Regions from separate parts of the Sus scrofa genome. Here region 2 is linked to region 1. The links are chromatin contacts, called in public promoter capture Hi-C maps. All regions are on one chromosome and are shown on one strand. The core of a region is the stretch at or near the end of the contact, and the rest is flanking DNA. Distances in the headings are between cores, read along the strand shown. Region 1 holds the start of CDCA8 (borealin). Region 2 holds the start of SF3A3 (splicing factor 3A subunit 3).

Region 1 (6,254 bases), core at 2,023-4,522:
GCACCCACTGGTCGAATTTTGTAAACAGACTAAACTTAAAAATTAACCAACAGTTCAAAAATAGGGCAAGTCACTTACTGTTGCTGCTTCTTCCAGGGCCCTCTTGTTTCCTCCAAGGGCTTTGAAAAGAACATTTTGTTTAGTTACTATTAGAGTTTAATAATAAGCCATCTTCCCTAATACAACCAGTTCTCTTTCTAAAACTGGACCAGATTAAGCTCTTGGCCCAACATTCGAGAGCATTTACAACCAAGTCTGATCTTTCCCTAAGCTTGACTCGTCTGGTCATGACTTACTCTAGGTTAACCACACCCCAGATGCCTGTTATTTCCCAAATACACCACAGTCTCTCATGACTTGGTGCCCTGGGACTTACTTTCTCCGCCCAAAATAATCTTCTACACCCAACAAATTTCTAATTCATCCTTCAAAACTCAGCTCAAACCCAAAACTCTATGTATTTTTCTCTCTCACAGCAGATTGCTGCCATGTGCTGAGCTGGCTGCTCACTCATCACACCCGAAAACTACTCAAAGATGTTGAAGTGCCCACCCCGCCTTGAACTGAATTCCTTGAGGACAGAGATAATATCCACAGCTTCTGGCAAAAATAGGTATTACAGTAGGTACGTAGTAAATGAGTATTGAATGAAGAGGTCTTTGTGAGATTTAGATGTAGAATAAAAACTTAGGTTAGGTCCTCCTGCTATAAGAGTTAAGAACTCAGGTTTTAGAACCAGAATGCCTAGGGTCAAATAGGACTGACTAGCTGGAGTTCCCGTCGTGGCGCAGTGGTTAACGAATCCAACTAGGAACCATGAGGTTGCGGGTTCGGTCCCTGCCCTTGCTCAGTGGGTTAACGATCTGGCGTTGCCGTGAGCTGTGGTGTAGGTTGCAGACGTGGCTTGGATCCCATGTTGCTGTGGCTCTGGCGTAGGCCGGTGGCTACAGCTCTGATTGGACCCCTAGCCTGGGAACCTCCATATGCCACGGGAGCGGCCCAAGAAATAGCAAAAAGACAAAAAAAAAAAAAAAAAAAAAGACTGACTAGCTTATGAGACCTTGAGCAGTGCAACCAATCTCTGTGCCTTAGTCTTGTCATCTATAAAACAGAGATAATATTACTAATTAATATGGTTGTTATGAGGATGAAATCAGTTCATATTTGGAAAACGCTTGGCACAACGCCTGCTTGGCATAGGAAGCACTCTCTAAATGTGCTCACTAACCACTATTCTATTCTCTTTTGTAGTACTTTTAATTTTAATTATATAATCATTTTCAATTTTTAAAATGATCCTTCTTGGAAGTCCCCTTATGGCGCAGCAGGTTAAGGATACAGTGCTGCTGCAGCTGTGGCGTGCAGGTCACAACTGTGGTGTGAGTTTGATCCCTGACCCAGGAACTTCCACATGCTGCGAGAGCAGAAAAAAAACCTAACCTGTAAATTCCTGGGGGTAAGGACAATGCCTGTTTTATTTCCCAGTGTATCTTTAGCATCGTGACAAACACCTGCTCAATGAATATTTGTAGCAATGCACAGATAGATTAATAAATAAAAGGGCAAGTCAAAAGGATCATTAAATGTCTACTATGTGAGCAGAACATGCATTTCTCTTCAGGAAGGAGGTTGCATACTGAACGATCAACAATAAGAAAAATAGCACAAGTAAGGGTAAGCCGTCAGAAATGACAGCCTCTTGCATTTCCTTGGACATTTAACAAGGGGGTGGGGAACAGGCTGGGATTTTTCTCTGGCCAGGAAAACTCTTGTGTGCTTGCACTTCACCATTTGATTTGCCCATTTGATTTATTCATTTATTTTGTTGCCTCTTTTAGGGCTGCACCCATGGCATATGGAAGTTCCCAGGCTAGAAATCGATTTGGAGCTGCAGCTGCTGGCCTACGCCACAGCCATAGCCATGCAGGATCTGAGTCCTGTCTTCAACCTACACCACAGCTCATGGCAACACCAATCCTTAACCCACTGAGTGGGGCCAGGGATCCAAACTGCATCCTCATGGATACTAGTCAGATTCGTTACCACTGAGCCACAGTGGGAACTCCCTGATCTGCCCATTTTAAAACTGGCAATTTCCATAAGCAGAAGGACCTGCTTGGGGTTATCCTTCCACCTGAGCTCTGGTAACAGACCAAGTTATTCATTTGTTTGTTTTTAAATGGTTGGATCAAAAAAAAAAAATCTTATAATGTGAATCCACATTTTAGTATGTCCATAAATACATGTTTATTGGAATACAGCTGTGCCCATTCATTACAGCTGTTTCGGAACTATCACAGCAGAGATGAGTAGTTTTCAATGAGAACCATTTGGCCCATAAAGCCTAAAATATTTACTACCCGATTCTGTAGAGAAAATGTTTGTTTGCCTACCTGCACAAGTAGATGAGGTTAAAAGCAAAGGAGAAAAATAAAGCAAGGCAGTGAGACAGAGTGGGGATGGGTAAGGTTGCAGTTTCCTACAGGGATCTTGGACGACTTCAGGATGAAGATGAAGGCTGTCATTGGAACCACAGAAGGGCTCCAGGTCGAGGCCTGGGGAAACTCTAGCAGCTCTTACCGAAGTACTCGAGCCAGTTCATCTCGCGCAGTGCCTTGGGGAGTCGCAGGATCTCGATGTTGTACAGGTTATCCATCTCCTTGAGGAGGTTCTGCCTGTCTGACTGAATTTGCTTGGATCGTATTTGCACTGCAAGAGGGCAGAGCGGACAAGACGTGGGTCACCAGTGGGCAAACGGGGCCTGGAATCCGTGCGGCCTGCGCCCCAACCCGCCAGCACCCCGCGATTGTCCCAGATGCCAGCGACCTCCCGGGCTCCGCCCCTTACCTTCACGGTCGAAGTCTTTAAGAAAGGAAGCGAGCTTTCGGCTCCGTAGCGAGTTGTTCTTGGCCACCCGACTGCCGCCTTTCCTAGCCGGAGCCATGGCACTTCGCTGGAGACTGCGGGGAGAGAGGGGCCAAGCCAAAGGGTGTCAGCGGCGGAGAAAGGGAGGGAAAGGGGGCCGCGAAGGAGCAGGAGAGGGCGGAGGACACCCCAGGGGGGTTGGAAGGGGACCCCTGCCCTTCCCGGCATGAGCATAAACGATTCGCGAGGCACTCACCTGTGGGCCCCGGTAATAGGGGCTGAGAAAACCCTGGCTGCTTCAGCTGAGAGGGAGCGGCTCCGGGACTAACCGGACGTGCGACCGCCGCCACCAAATTCAAACTGCCACAAGCTGACCAATGAGAAGCCGCCGTCTTAGAGGGTCCCACAACAGCCAATCGCAGGGACGCTCTGCGATCGGCCAGTCAATTCACACGCAGGACTACAGCACCCAGAAGTCATTGCAGTTTGACGGCATATTTTCGCGACTCTGTAGCCACGTTGGGGCATGCGCAAAGAGAGTCCCTAAGGCTCTTGAGGGCCTAGAGAGGTCCTCAGACTTTAACTGCCTTAGCTTTAACTTTTGCCGCTGGTTTAGGGAAGGCGAGCCGTAACTTCATGGAGAGGAGACAAGGTTCGGGTTCAGGAAACTCGAGACGGCCCGGGAAACCCACAGTCTGAAACAGAAAACTACCCGAAGCCGGATGAGCCTCCTGCGAGGAATAGTCAAGAAATCTTTCCCGAGGTGGGAAATAAGGGTCCTGCCTTCCGAGAGCCTGTGTAAAGGTAAGACAACCCCTCACTCTAGAAACTCCCGTCGGGAGGGATAGACAGCTACCTGAGGAAACCCTGGGTTAGCTGGACCTCACTTGAGAACGGAAATAACTCCTACCGACTTGGTACTTCCCCTACCGACTTGGGACTCTAGGGCTGTGTCTTTTTTTTTTTTTTCCTCCCACAGAAGATGACTCAAGTTGGGCCTTTGCTTGCCGTGCAGGAGGCCCTAAGGAAGTGCTTTCTCGTGGTGGAGGAGCAGCAAGGCCTGTGGCAGAGCGTTCTTAAGGACTGCCCGCCGCTCCTGGCCTCCCTCAGTAACCTGGCAGAGCAGCTGCAGGCCGCACAAAATCTGCGATTTGAAGATGTGCCGGCACTTCGGGCCTTCCCAGACTTACAGGAGCGGCTGAGACGCAAGCAGCTGGCGGCTGGTGACATTGTCCTGGACAAGCTAGAGGAGAGGCTGTAAGAGGTTTAGTGGCTCTGTTCTTGGTGGAAAGATTTTAAAGCTAGGTGTTTAGAAAACTAGGATCAGTTAGAAGGATGTTTTTCTCCTTACTTGAGAGCTTTGTATTTGGGGATGTGTCAACCTTACGTGCTTTTCATCTGTTGCAATGGGACCTCTGTCAAAAAGCCACTTTCTGACATTTCTTTTGTCAGGCTAGGGGTGGCAATGGTGGACTTCGTAAAAGTTACCAAAGCAGAACAGAAAAACAGTGGAGAAAGCTTATTAGCCCTCCTCTGTAAGTTTTTCTTTGGTAAAAAGCAGCAAAGAGCTGTACTATAAACTTAGTGGGTGCCAGAGCTGAGGGTTTTACGTCCATTATCCGTAAAATCTTTTCTGCACCTCTATGACTTAACCTCACTTAATCTCATTTTTCCGGTGAGGCAGCTGAGGCCCAAGCAGATTGCCTGTGGTCCTGCAATTAGTAAATGGTAAAGCTGGGATTCTCATCCAAGTGTATCTGACACCAAGGCCGGAGCTCTTAACCACTACTTTGTTCTGCTGTACATTGGTGTGTCTGTGCCAGGAGTGGTACCCCTCTAAGCTCTCGTTATGCCTAGTGTTAGACTCTCTGGCTTCGAGTTATAGGTAATTGAGGATAGAGGAGAGACAGGGAACTTATGGCCTTTCCTTGACCAGGACAAAAGAAGGTTCTAGTGTATAGAGTCTGTGCTGTTAACTAATAGGAGACTGTCAAAGATGAGTGCCTTCTTGGTATTCATTTGTTTAAAAAAAATTTTATTAACAGCCTATAGGAGAGTTCCTGTTGTGACTCAGTGGATTAAGGACCCAGTGTTGTCTCTGTGAGGATGTGAGTTCAATCCCTGGCCTCACTCGGGGGGTTAAGGATCCAGCATTGCTGTAAGATGCAGTGTCGGTCACAGATGCAGCTGGTGTTGCCATGGCTTTGGCATAGGCCTCAGCTGCAGCTTTGATTTGACCTCCGGCCCAGGAACTTCCACATGCCACAGGTGCGGCTGTAAAGAGAGAGAAAAAAAAAAAAAAAAAGTAAAGAAAAGAAACCTATGGGGAGTTCCCGTCGTGGCGCAGTGGTTAATGAATCCGACTAGGAACCATGGGGTTGCGGGTTCAGTCCCTGCCCTTGCTCAGTGGGTTAATGATCCGGCGTTGCCGTGAGCTGTGGTATAGGTTGCAGACGGCTCGGATCCGGCGTTGCTGTGGCTCTGGCGTAGGCTGGTGGCTACGGCTCCGATTAGACCCCTAGCCTGGGAATCTCCATATGCCGCGGAAGTGGCCCAAGAAATAGAAAAAAAAAAAAAAAAAGAAAGAAACCTATGGGATGCCAAGCACAGGGTGCTGGGTCTACAATAAACCAGACTTAAGTTCTTTGGTTGATTAAAAGAGATAGACAGTCAATTAAGTTTTGTCATGGTACATTCTAATATAGTGACCTTTTATTTCAATTGATTACATATTTGTATGTGGGTATGGACTGTTATTTTAAATCTTTTTTTTTTTTTTTTTTTTTTTGACCGCACCCACGGCATGAAAAAGTTCCTGGGCCAGGGATCAAACTCAAGCCATAGCAGTAACCAGAGCCACAGCAGAGACATCACTGAACCACCAGGAAACCCCTATTTTAAGTGTTTTTAAGTCGTGAGTCACAGTCAAACATTTTTGAAAGCTGCAGTTCTAGGCTAGGGAATGCCTTGCCCTTTGGGAAGTTGTAGCTTTCTTCTTGGTGGCTGGGCCCCTTGGAGTCACCAGTGGAATAATAACAAAATTTACTATAAGCCAGGCACTTCCCTAAGCACTTACATTACTGCATTTAATCTTCGCAGCAGTCTTTTTCATTCATTCATAGGACAAGTGTTTGTCGTTCTCTGTGCCAGTCCGGATATTCTAGGCGCTTATGATGAATAGTGAACAAAAGAGACTGTATTCATGATTGAGAATAAGTAGCTTTTCTAAGATCCCCAGTTGTCTGTGTGCATCAAGAGCCCAGACTTGGCCCATTTGCTGGGTTTGGGGTGAGAGGTGACATTAGAACTGTACTGGTTTGTTGCTTCAGTTTCTTCTTGGTTATTCCCTTTCAAGTACATGGCATGGGACTGTGTGTGAGCATTTGCCC
Region 2 (6,254 bases), core at 2,195-4,694, 230 kb before region 1:
ATTATATGTATCTCAAATGAAATCCTCCCAGAAATCCTACGCGGCGGGCGTTTTTCCATTTCACAGAGGAGTCTCCAGTTGTCAGTTCCCCAGTCACCTAGGTAGATCCGGGATTCTAATCCGTTCCACACTTCCTCCGGGCACAATTCGAATCCTAAACTTTCCGAAGCTGTGGTTGATGGACATTTTCAACAAGCCTTTACAAATGCCCGCCATGTCTGCTTATAATTAATAATCACACGTTGATATATTGGTCTCTTTCTTCCATCTGCCTCTAGGAGGACTGGGCTCACGCCTGCCTTGGTCACCTCTCTCACCTCTCGTCTCTCAGCGCCCAGCACTCACTACATGCTCAGTAAATACTTGCTGAGGAAGTGTAGTCCAAGCATAGAAAACAGCTAGTGCAAAGCCCTGGCGCCGTGAAAAACCATACGGTGTCCGTTGGGGAAGCGGCAAGTAATTTCATTTGGAGGAAGTGCCAAGAGACTAAAATGGCAGGCAGAGGCCAGGTCAAGAAAAGCCAGACGCCAAGTTAAACAGAACTCACCCTGCGGGTAAAGCAGCCAGTGGAAATGTTTAAGCAGGGCGGTGAGATGATCACTCCGCTGCAGGCTGCAGCGTGAATAATTGATTGGAGCGGCAAGATAATCAGGCTGCTTAGGAGGCCAGTGCAGCGGTCCAGGTGAGCGATAACTGAGGCAGGTGGCAGCAGGAGTGGAAAAGACAGGACTTGGTGACTTATTTGAAGGAATGGGGAAGGAGAAGGTTTTAGTGGAAGGAAGGCATCAGGTAAATGGTGTTGCTTAGGTGGTCCACCCACCTAAGAGAAAAGAGATGCACAGGTACAATGTGATATTGATTTCAAGAAAAACATTTTTCAGATTTAACATCTCAGAAACCCAGACACAGCATATAATCAACCGTGTGACATGATTTAATTAACAATTTTTTCTTTCTTAGTGGAATGTCAAATAATGGTGGGGTTAACATTCGATAGCATTTCACGTTGGAGGAAATACGGTAGATCCCAAGCTTTATCCCCACTCCCCCACTCCACCTCTTCCTTTCCCAGAAAGATACGCACACAGTCTTTGCAATCCAGAACAGGAATTTTTGGGGTCCCCCTCCTTTTTGAGGGCCGCTGTATAATGGAGGTTCCCAGGCTAGGAGTGGAATCGGAGCTGTGGCTGCACCGCAGCCATAGTCACGCTGGATCTGAACAACACGAGAGAGGCCAGGGATTGAACCTGGGCCCTCACAGATACTAGTTTGTTGGTTAACCATTGAGCCAGGAGGGGAACTCCCCTCAAGGGAAATTTTTTTACCTTCTTCCTAGGAAAAGATTCCTAGGTTTTTCCAGGAAAACGAAAGCTCTAGAGAGTAGTTGTGCCCGGGGCGGGGGGGGGGGGGGGGGGGGGGGGGGGGGAAGGGGGGCACTCTCTCTAAGGTTGAGGTCTTGCTTAAATTTCAGACATCATATAATCCTCTCAAGACCCCATGAGCAGGCAGGACAAAAGTCATTATCTTTATGTTGTTTTTAAAACTAATAAACAAAAAGCAAAGCATGCTTATTGCAGAAAACTTGGAGAATGCTGAAAAGCAGAGACAGTAAATCACTAATAACTCCTTGATATAACCCCCTAGTTCTTTTTTATTAAGCAGGCATGTACACCTATGTATTTTCATTTTTTAGTTATTAATGTTTTTGTTTTTCTTTTGCGTTTTAGAGCCATACCCTCGGCATATGGAGGTCCCCGGGCCAGGGGTCCAGAAGGAGCTGTAGCCTTGGCCTACACCAGAGCCATGGCAACTTGGGATCCAAGCTGCGTCTGTGACTACACCATAGCTCACGGCAACGCCGGATCCCTAGTCCACTGAATGAGGCCAGGGATCAAATCCCACAACCTCCTGGTTCCTAGCCAGATTCGTTTCCACTGGGCCACGACGGGAACTCCTCTAGGTTTTTTCATTTTTCGTGACCATCTTTCCATCTGAGTTCACACAGATTTTTTTTTTTTTTTTTTTTTGCTTTTTAGGGCCCGCACTGTATGGAAGTTCCCAGGCTAGGGGTTGTATCTGAGCTGCATCTGCAATCTACGCCACAGCTCACAGCACCACCAGATCCCAGACCCACTGAGTGAGGCCAGGGATCAAACCCACATCCTTATGGATACTAGTCAGAATTGTTTCTGCTGCTCCACAACAGGAACTCCCCCAACAGAATTTTTAAACAGCTTCTACTGAGGTAGAAGTTACATACCATAAAATTCACCCAAGTTAAGTGTACAATTCAATTAATTTTAGGAAATTTATCACAGCTGTGCAACTATCACCACAATCCAATTTTAGAACATTTTTATCATCCCCCAAAAGATTTCCTGTGTCTTTTGCAGTTGCTTCCTGTCTCACCTCCAGCAGCAGGAAACCACTCGTTTACTGTGTATAGATATGCCATCTGGACATAAGCTATGTCACTTTTTGTGTCTGGCTTCTTTCACTTAGTGTGATGTTTTCATGGTTCGTCCATATCTCAGCATTCCTTTATTGCTGAATAATATTCCATTATATGGACACATCACATTTGGTTTGCCCATTTACCAGTTAATGGATTTGTGAGTTGCATCCTGTTTCTGTCTATAATGAATATCACTGCTATGAACATCTGAACATATGGACTTGTTTTCATTTCTCTACCTAGAAGTGGACATATGGACTTGCTTCACTTTTTTTTTTTTTAAAGCCGAATAGCATTTTGCTTCTTGGATGTACCATATTTTATTTAACCAGCCCCCTGCTGATCGACAATTAGGATGCTTCCACATATGCAGAAAGAAAGAAAAAGGAAGGAAGGCAAAGAAAAGGAAAGGAGGAGTTCCCGTCGTGGCGCAGTGGAAACGAATCCACCTAAGAACCATGAGGTAGTGGGTTCAATCCCTGGCGTTTTTCAGTGGGTTAAGGATCTGGCGTTGTGGTGAGCTGTGGTATAGGTCGCAGAAGCATCTGGGATCCTGCGTTGCTGTGGCTAAGGTGTAGGCCGGCAGCTGTAGCTCTGATTGGACCCCTAGCCTGGAACCCTCCATATGCTGCAAGTGCGGCCCTAAAAAGCAAAAAAAAAAAGAAAAAAAGAAAAAAAACCCTGCTCTCATCCCCATTTTACTGACAAGGACACGGAGGTCCCGAGAAGAGAAAAACTTTGTCAAAGGTCACACAAAGAGCTGGAGACTCAAGTTCCGGTTCCCTACTCCCATCCATACGCTTCAACCACTCATCCAGTTTCCTACCCTCTCGGCCTCAGGAGGCCCCGGAAAACCAGGTCAGATCCCTTGAAGCCAGGGTGTTGGTGGATATCTGCCTGCCCCCTAGAGGCACCTGGAAACCGTTGGGCATCGCGCAACACACCCCCGGCCAGCAGGGGGCACTGCAGCCGTGTCCCGAGCACTGATTGGGTCTCCCGCGGTGCTCACTTTTCGTCGAGTCTTCGAAGCACTTCCGGCAGCCGCGGAACTTTGGTGCAGCCGGACGCGCGGCTCGGCGACGCGGGCGCGCAAGGCGGCAGAAGTCGTTTCCGGCCGTTTCGGTGGTCCGCCTTGCGGCTCGGGAGGAGGGACGATGGAGACGATTCTGGAGCAACAGCGGCGCTATCATGAGGAGAAGGAACGGCTTATGGACGTCATGGCTAAAGAGATGCTCACCAAGAAGTCCACGGTGAGTGGGGCCTGGGCAGGGGTACCCCTGAAACTGGGCCCCTTGCCCGTGTTTAACCTCAGAGAGCCCCAGACCTGCTCCGCGCCCGCCCCCTCCCCGGACTCGCTCCCGAAACTCTCGCCTTGGTAACATTCTCCCCGGGCCCTGCGCCCAGAGGCCTCTCGGCTTGGGCCGCTAAGACCTGAGCGGGTAAGCTCCGCCCTCGGGCGCCCGTCCTAACTCCAGAACAACGACTAACGGCGTCCTTGTCACCGTTTGCCTTTCTTCAGCTCCGGGACCAGATCAATTCTGACCACCGCACACGGGCCATGCAAGATGTGAGTGCCCTGCTGTTCGCTTCTCTTTGGGTCGTGATGGACTGGAAGAGGGAGGAGGGGGGACACGGGTGTCAACAGGAGCCCTGGCCACAGGTAACCAGATTGGCCAGTCGAGGGTTTGTATGCCTGCCAAATGTCCACACGCTGCCAAACCTGAGGGTGCTTAACTGCCCTTGCTCACTTCTTTGAATGGGAAACTCATTCATTATTCATTACCGGGGAAGATGCCTCTTTAAAGCCTCCTCTGTCCAGTGGATGACCAAAGAGTAGTTATAGTGATTCAAACTCAGACGGTACTCTGCCTTCTCCCCCAAAGAGAATGCTGTGTATTAGTGTTTTCCTCTCAGAACACTGTATTGAAATATTTTTTGCTTACCAGGCTGCATTTTTCTAGTAATAGTTCCATTTTTTTTTAGAAAGAGTCAAAACTAAAATGTTGGTACGTATTAAAACTGAGTGGTAGGTAAGTGGAGGTTCATTATACTGTGCTTTCTAGCTCTGTTTTTGCGTGTTTGAAACCTATTTAGAAAGGGAAAAAAGATCTAATCAGAATTTCTAGTTTGGAGGACATAATTAATATTATAAGCCCTAGTCCCTTAGCTAAATTCCCAAAAGCAAAGTACTCCAAAAACAAAAGGTTATTTGTTCTTTTAATTACTTGGTGGCAAAAATCTGACTTGATATGAACAGATGAGAGACCTTTTTATTGTCTTTATCCCATTGAATAAATAGTGCATAAATTTCACTGCAGAACTATTAATGTGTGTTCCAGATTCCACTAGGTATATTATATATAGTGCCTTCCTGAAATTAAAAACTTCAAATTCTGAAACAAATCTGGTCCTGAAAGCTTTGGAGAAGAGACTGTGTACTTGTTCCATCCTGAGTTTGAATCTGGAGGAGACTGTGTGATGTTTTATTTAGCATGTGCACTCCTCAGTTAAGCTTTTTTTTTTTTTTTTTTTTTTTTTTTTTGTCTTTTTAGGGCCACACACGCGGCACATGGTGGTTCCCAGGCTAGGGCTCACATCGGAGCTGTAGCCGCCAGCCATTACCACAGCCACAGCCACACCAGATTCGAGCTATGTCTGTGACCTACACCACAGCTCACGGCAACGCCCGATCCTTAACCCACTGATTGAGGCCAGGGATCGAACCTGCATCCACATGGATCCTAGTCAGATTATTTTTCCGCTGAGCCATGACAGGAACTCCTCAGACAAGCTTTTTGAAATAATGGAAAACATCTTTGACTATCCGTTTATCTTTGAGGGTCTTAGGTGGGAACTGCTTTGTATCAGAGTGACTTCCTTATATGGTTCACTTTTAGATCTTCTAGGGAGAGTTAAATATGGGAACTCTGCCACCCCTCAAATCACATCACTTAGGTAATCTTCAAAATAACCTGTTTGAAAAACTGACTAGGAACCAATGCTGTGTATTATAGATCCCAGAAAGCACAAGAACTTTTCTTTTTTGGGGGGAGCCGCACCTATGGCATATGGAGATTCTCAGGCTAGGGGTCGAATTGGAGCTGTAGCCACTGGCCTATGCCACAGCCACAGCAATACCCGATCTAAGCCGCGTCTTCCACCTAATCACAGCTCACGGCAACACTGGATCCTTGACCCACTGAGCGAGGCCAGGGATCGAACCTGCATCCTCATGGATGCTAGTCAGATTCGTTTCCATTAAGCCACAACAGGAACTCCTGACAAGAACTTTTTTTTTTTTTTTTTTCCTGACAAGAACTTTTAAAGCACATCTCTTAAGGTTTCCTTGGGCTTTGACTAGAAAGCCCTTTTTGGTTGCTTGGGTCTAAATTGTACAGATTGCTTCATTCTGATGGGTTTGTGTTTGCCTTTCAGAGGTATATGGAAGTCAGTGGGAACCTGAGGGATTTGTATGATGATAAGGATGGGTAAGTGACAGTCAGCCAATCCAGAAATTATTCCTCCTGAGGAGCTGTCACTAGAGGACTGATTTTGTGTTCCATGTTCTATGGATTTTTTCTGAAATTGCAGGTTACGGAAGGAGGAGCTCAATGCCATTTCAGGACCCAACGAGTTTGCTGAATTCTATAATAGACTCAAGCAGATAAAGGAATTCCACCGGAAACACCCAAACGAGGTATGACCTTGGGAAGTATTTTCCCCAAACCTGTCCAAAGAGCATACTAAAGAGAAAGATAGGAGGAAAAGAGACTTGTGCCACTCATGTGTCCCTTCAAAA

The links. Promoter capture Hi-C pulls out the DNA fragments that hold promoters and counts their contacts.
Region 2: a promoter capture Hi-C map of liver shows a contact between it and region 1, with 2.9 times the contacts expected there. The contact joins the promoter of SF3A3 here to the promoter of CDCA8 in region 1. A contact is called at or near these places in 2 of 5 promoter capture datasets (fetal liver and liver), 2 of 47 Hi-C or Micro-C datasets (epiblast stem cells and heart right ventricle) and 1 of 2 datasets of contacts at active chromatin or transcription factors (alveolar macrophages).

What each region holds. Positions count from the first base shown.
Region 1 is chr6:93,747,712-93,753,965 of Sscrofa11.1, reverse strand. It overlaps CDCA8 (borealin), which reads right to left and starts at 3,272. Exons shown (of 11, transcript XM_021095971.1): 1 at 3,122-3,272; 2 at 2,848-2,960; 3 at 2,581-2,709; 4 at 79-119. The coding sequence starts at 2,944. C6H1orf109 reads left to right here and starts at 3,370. Exons shown (of 5, transcript XM_021095972.1): 1 at 3,370-3,669; 2 at 3,845-4,122. The coding sequence starts at 3,848.
Region 2 is chr6:93,973,514-93,979,767 of Sscrofa11.1, reverse strand. It overlaps SF3A3 (splicing factor 3A subunit 3), which reads left to right and starts at 3,444. Exons shown (of 17, transcript XM_003127795.2): 1 at 3,444-3,705; 2 at 3,975-4,022; 3 at 5,891-5,943; 4 at 6,047-6,152. The coding sequence starts at 3,610.